Regions from separate parts of the Sus scrofa genome. Here region 1 is linked to region 2. The links are chromatin contacts, called in public HiChIP or PLAC-seq maps. All regions are on one chromosome and are shown on one strand. The core of a region is the stretch at or near the end of the contact, and the rest is flanking DNA. Distances in the headings are between cores, read along the strand shown. Region 1 holds the start of PML (protein PML). Region 2 holds the start of CCDC33 (coiled-coil domain-containing protein 33).

Region 1 (2,700 bases), core at 119-2,618, 230 kb before region 2:
CGCAGAGGTAACTTGCCTCTCCACCAATTGAGAAAACTCAAATGCAAATGGTGAATTTACTCTGAGAAGCAGTAATTTCCAACAAGATTTTGGGCAGTCTGTCTCCCAAAGTGGGCAAAGAAATTAAAAAGCTTTCCTTGTCTCACACATGCCACTCCTGCCTCTTCAGGCCCCTCAGCCATAGACCACTTCCAGGTCCCTTCTGCAGATGACTCCTTACTGATCAAGCTGCAGGATAGGGTAGGTTCCTGAGGCTTCTCACTGTCCCTGGGAAGTTAGTTATCCTTCCCTACTATAAGCTTTACAAGAGCAAGGCCCTGTTATCATCCCTCTATAGTCTGTCCCAAGCTGGAGCTGAGCACAGAATGGGTACAGAACAGGAATGGGAGTCCGCACAATGGCTGGGATGCTTTGAAGTTTGAAGACAGCGGCATTGGCCCAGTGATGCCACCTGGAGTTGTGCTTTCTCCCCACACCAGCTGGGGGCCTGGGCTTCTCCTTTGGCCAAGAGCAAACCTGCTCTCCCCTCACTTTTCCCATTCCTGCTTGCCAGCTTTCCCCACTCTCTACTGCCTCGGATTCACCAGCCCTTCCAATGGTCACACAGGGCATCGTCCCATTCCCCTCATCTCCACACAGTCTACTCCCAGTGTCTCTGACTCAGGTCCTCCCAGGCATCCCACAGCCACTGTCCTAGACCAGACCACTGGGCCCTGGTCGTCAGAGTGACTGTCCCAGCATACGCAAAGGATCCTGTTGCTCCTGGCTTCCAAACCCTTCACTGACTCTCTATTGCCCACAGTACAGGTCGGGTCTCCCTAGCTACCATCTTGCCCCAGCCCATTCCTAGGCTGACATTACATGGGTCCCCTCTTAAATCTGAAAATAACCAAAACTAGTTTCTAAACAGGCACTCCTGTTTCAAACCTCCACGCCTTTGCACGTGCTGTTCTCTCTGTGTAAAGAGTCCTGCAATCTCTGAATCCCTGGTAAATTCCCACCATTCCTTCAAGTCCCAGTGAGACACTTCCTTTCCAGCTAGTCTCAATACTGTGTGAAAAATCTCCACGGAGGGGCCTGCTCTTCCAAAGCAGGGAATGAGATCCTTGCGGCCCCGGCTCCCCGCGGAGGGCTGGCACAAAAGCTGAGCCAGTGTGAGCTGAATGAACGTTTCAAAGCCGAGGGCGGGGGCTGCCTCCCTCGGGGTCAGTTCTGCCAAAGTCCACCTCTGAGTCTACTCCTCTCCTCCCTCTCCCTGCTCCCCGTTCTGGACGAGCCTTCAAAACCCACAGTTGGCCTCTCCGCCCTAGAGCCTCCCCCCACAGCTCGCGTCTCACTTCCTCTCGGGAGGCGGGCCCAGAGCGGGCACCTCCCCTTTGAACTGCTCCGGGAACTCAGTGCTCTCGCGCACGCCTCTGGTTCAGCTTCTCCCGCCCTCCCAGATCAAAACCGAGAAACGAAACTGCGCTGGATTCCATGCAGCAGGAACCGGCACCCGCCCGATCTCCGGGGCCCCAGCAGAACCCCGTACTGCCCCAGGCCCCCACCATGCCGCCCCCGGAGCCCCCACCGAAGGACACCAGCCCAGCCCCAGCCCCAGCCCCACAGAGGTACTACTGCGTTTGGGGAGATGGGGTTTAGGCTTTGTTGATTTGCTTTGGTCGGAGGACGGGGTAGGGGTGGGTGGGTGGGGGAGAACAGATGGGAAAGGACAAGGAAACTTGGTCAGGTACCTTAAAGAGTGACACAAAGAGGGAAGATCAGGCCCAAGGGTTCTGACCTTCTCGATTGGGGTAGGGATGCGCGAAAGTAGAAAAGGGGACCAGGATGAGTTAGGTGGGCCTCTCTGGACTGTGATTCTCTACTAGCAGCGGGGTGAGATGCTGAGGGTCAGTGGCACTGGAGACCAGACTCTTGCGCCCACGCTGGCGACTTACCTCTTATCCCTGCCTCAGGTGAAAGACCCCACCTGTTAGGACGAAAGGAAATAGCAGCCTTATTGCACTGGCTTGGGAGCCCCGAGTATGTCCCAGGCGTTGAAAAACCAGAACCCTAGTTCTTAGATCAGAAAGTGGCAGAGAGGTAGGTGTCTTGGCTAAGGCCTCAAGTTCCTGTGGTTCCCCCTTTAGGAAGCTTCTTGGATCCTTTTCTCCGAGTCCTCTGCCCTCCCAACCCCCATCCCCAAAGGGTTTAATAGGAGTTTATTAGTCTCCTCCTGCACAGACTCCCCAGCCTCCCACATCAAAGGAACTACTTACATCACTTGCTCTGTGTTCTAACAGGCCCTTTTTACTCTTCCTCTTGAAAGTACACGTAAGACCACATTGCAGTAACTTTTATTATCTGCTTTATCACACCCAGGAATAATATTAACAATACCGTTAACCTTTATGAACACTTTTCATGTGCCACGTATTGTGTTTAGCATTTTTTTGGTAGTAAAATACAATAACATCTATGTGTTATGTGTGTTTTATCCTTTTCTAAGTGTAAAAGCCAGTGGCTTCAAGCCGTTGGTAATGTTGTGTAACCATCACCCATATCTTTCCTGAGTTTTTTCATCCAAAGTCTGTACCGTCTAAGTAATAGTTCCTTATTCCCCTCTTCCCCCAGTGGCTGAGAGCCTCTAATCTACTTTTTGTCTCTGATTTTGCCTAGTCTGGATATTTCATATAAGTTTAATCCTACAACATTTTTCCC
Region 2 (2,700 bases), core at 121-2,620:
GGGGGCTCCTTAGCACCGATTTTTTGAGACCAGGCAAGTCCCACTGGGCTTCAACGGGTATGTTCAAGCCTTTGGGTACAGCTTCCCCTCCCTCCAAGCATCCCACACGTGCTCTGTGTCCAGTGACAGAGCCCCCGAGGGCTCCACTCAGTTTCCCTCCTGCCTCCCACCAGAGCAGGGCTGGAAGACAGCCATGTCGGGAGCCTGGCTGAGCACAGCAATGCCTCTGCATGGTACATTATTGATGGGGCTTCTAATTGTGCGTTTCCCAAAGTCTACAGGCTTTTGATGAAAAATTCATGGCACGCCTGAGGATGGGAGCAGATTCAATCGATTGGCAGTGCAGCGGGCCTGGGAGCCTTGGGCCCCTCTCAGCGAGGGGGCAGCTGAAGGCTGGGCTGGGAGGGGGGCATAAGTCTGGCTTTGTCTTTATCCCAGGCTTCTGCCCCTGGGTCTTGGGACAGGGGATGTACACACAACAGCCCATATACCCTATGGGGAGGCAGAAGGGCAGGATCAGGAAGGTCTAGGCCCACATCTGGGGTGCCAACTGGGTGGGTGATGCCACCGGAGAGGTTGGCCATCCCCATCACAAGCCTTGTTTCCATTTCCCTAGAATAGTATTGGAACCTCCAGGGCCTCCGTGAGTCCCACAGAGGAGGGACTAATATTTCCTGAGCCAATCACATGCCAGGCACTATGCTTGGAACTTTTCCCCATAACCGCAGTACATCCCCAAAGGCTCCAGGAGATGGTGCAGTCACATTTTCCATCTCACAGAGGATGAAACCGAGGCTCAGAGTGGGACTCGAACACAGCACTGAGCAAACTTGAAACCCACTGTCTTTCTATGGCTCCCAGTCCCAGCCAACTCCCCTGCCCCATCCCTATTAAACAGAGGAAGAAACCCCATTAAAAAACAGTGAACTCTCTAGGGTCTTAAAGTAAATTAAATAAAAAATGAGGCCTACAGAGGAAGAGAGTAAGATCCCCCCTACACCACTGACAGAGGCCAGAGACCCCCAACCATATAGAGTCCTATGCTAGCACCCAGCAGCCAAGGGTCGGGGTGCCTGCTTTTGAAAAAGGTCAAGCTAAAAAATAAAAAAATAATAAAAAATAAAAAATAAAGGAGTTCCTGTCGTGGCACAGCAGAAACGAATCTGACTAGGAACCATGAGGTTGTGGGTTTGATCCCTGGCCTTGCTCATTGAGTTAAGGATCTGGCGTTGCCGTGAGCTGTGGTATAGGCCACAGATGTGGCTCAAATCTGGCATTGCTATGGCTGTGGTGGAGGCCGGTGGGTACAGCTCCAATTGGACCCCTAGCCTGGGAACCTCTGTATGCCACAGGTGGGGCTCTAAAAAGACCAAAAAAAAAAAAAAAAAATCTGTATGTCTTGGACTTTCCAGGCAGGGATGATTCTCATGCCACTATTGAAACCCCAGAAACCCCCTGTCTTGGACTTTCCAGGCAGGGATGATTCTTGTGCCACCGTTGAAACCCCAGAAACCCCCAACATTCTTCTATCTATTCGTTAAACAGATCAACAAATATTTATGGAGTCCCAACTTTGTTCAGGAATTTTGCTAGGTACAGATGAGGGGAGTAGCTATTAGGAAAGGCTTTGGGACCAAACTTGCCTGGGACAGGCTGGACCCAACTCAGCTGGGGAAAAGCCAGACAGACCCCTCCATGCCCTAGGTGGGTGTTTCTGCAACCCAGGCCAAGGGCAGTTAGGGCAGATGGCTCTGCCTTAGTGACCAAGGCCGTTTCTAAGTGGCGAGTTGCCTTGTTTGGGTTTGTTTTCCATTCGCTTCCCAGTGAGTTCCTTTTAAAAACATCCACCCATGTTGTCTCAACTGAACTAACAGGAAAGGAATTTGTCCAGACTATCAGGAAAGCAGAGATGGGCAAGCCCAGGGGGCAGGCGTGGGGCCCTAGGCCTCTGTGTGCAGCTGCAGGAGAAGAGTGAGTCTAGCCTGGGTTGCTGTGGAGGGATTGCTGAGGGTGCAAGTGCTGCAGAGAGGGGAAGCCAAGGGCCAGAAACAGGAGGCGGCTGAGGGGAAAAAGGAGGGGGAGATTGAGGGTATGGGGTAACCAAGGGGCAGAGACCACGGAGATGGAGAGGGGAAGCTAAGGGGAGACTGAGGTTTAGATGCAGGGCAGGGGGAGGCTGAGACTGGGGTTGAGGAGGCAGAAGGCCAGAGCCATTCAGGACCTTGCCCCTTTCCTGGCCTCCTGGCCCCCTAGCCCTTCCAGGCCCTGCCATCTCCTTGCAGTTTTCTGGCCAAGGAATGAGCTAGCATGATTCTAGTCACCCCACCCAGATGCCCCCACCCTGAAACAATGGGGAAGTGGCCCCTTGGGCCTGCCTGCTTCCAGCTCAGGGCTGGGCTTGGTCACTAGGCAGGCACTTGTTGTAGCAACAGTCCCTGAGGACCCATCCTAGGGAACAGAACTGCTAGCAGGAAAGATGGGGGAGGCAGAGTCCCCATCCGCTCTGGCCCCCAAGGCTGCCCCAGGCCTCCTTGACAGCTGCTCTGTAAGTCTGCCCCAACACCCACCAGTTCTGGGAGCGTGGGTTGGTTCACCTAACAGCCAGGTGTGTTGGGATGTGTTGCCTGGCAACCAGTAAAAGGGTTCCCAGAGCAAGGTAGAGGGAAGATTAGAAGATCAGGCCTGCAGGTGTTGAGCCCT

What was found. HiChIP or PLAC-seq counts read pairs in DNA pulled down with a chosen protein or histone mark.
Region 1: an H3K27ac HiChIP or PLAC-seq map of alveolar macrophages shows a contact between it and region 2. The contact joins the promoter of PML here to the promoter of CCDC33 in region 2. A contact is called at or near these places in 5 of 47 Hi-C or Micro-C datasets (embryonic fibroblasts, epiblast stem cells, liver and 2 more) and 1 of 2 datasets of contacts at active chromatin or transcription factors (alveolar macrophages).

The regions. Positions count from the first base shown.
Region 1 is chr7:59,448,823-59,451,522 of Sscrofa11.1, reverse strand. It overlaps PML (protein PML), which reads left to right and starts at 1,368. Exons shown (of 10, transcript XM_001925572.5): 1 at 1,368-1,561; 2 at 1,564-1,610. The coding sequence starts at 1,477. STOML1 (stomatin-like protein 1) reads right to left here. Exons shown (of 8, transcript XM_021099072.1): 1 at 2,259-2,700; 2 at 1,938-1,969.
Region 2 is chr7:59,222,740-59,225,439 of Sscrofa11.1, reverse strand. CCDC33 (coiled-coil domain-containing protein 33) reads left to right here and starts at 1,370. Exons shown (of 9, transcript XM_021099064.1): 1 at 1,370-2,545. The coding sequence starts at 2,477. All of the region lies in intron 1 of LOC102162300 (a long non-coding RNA gene), which reads right to left.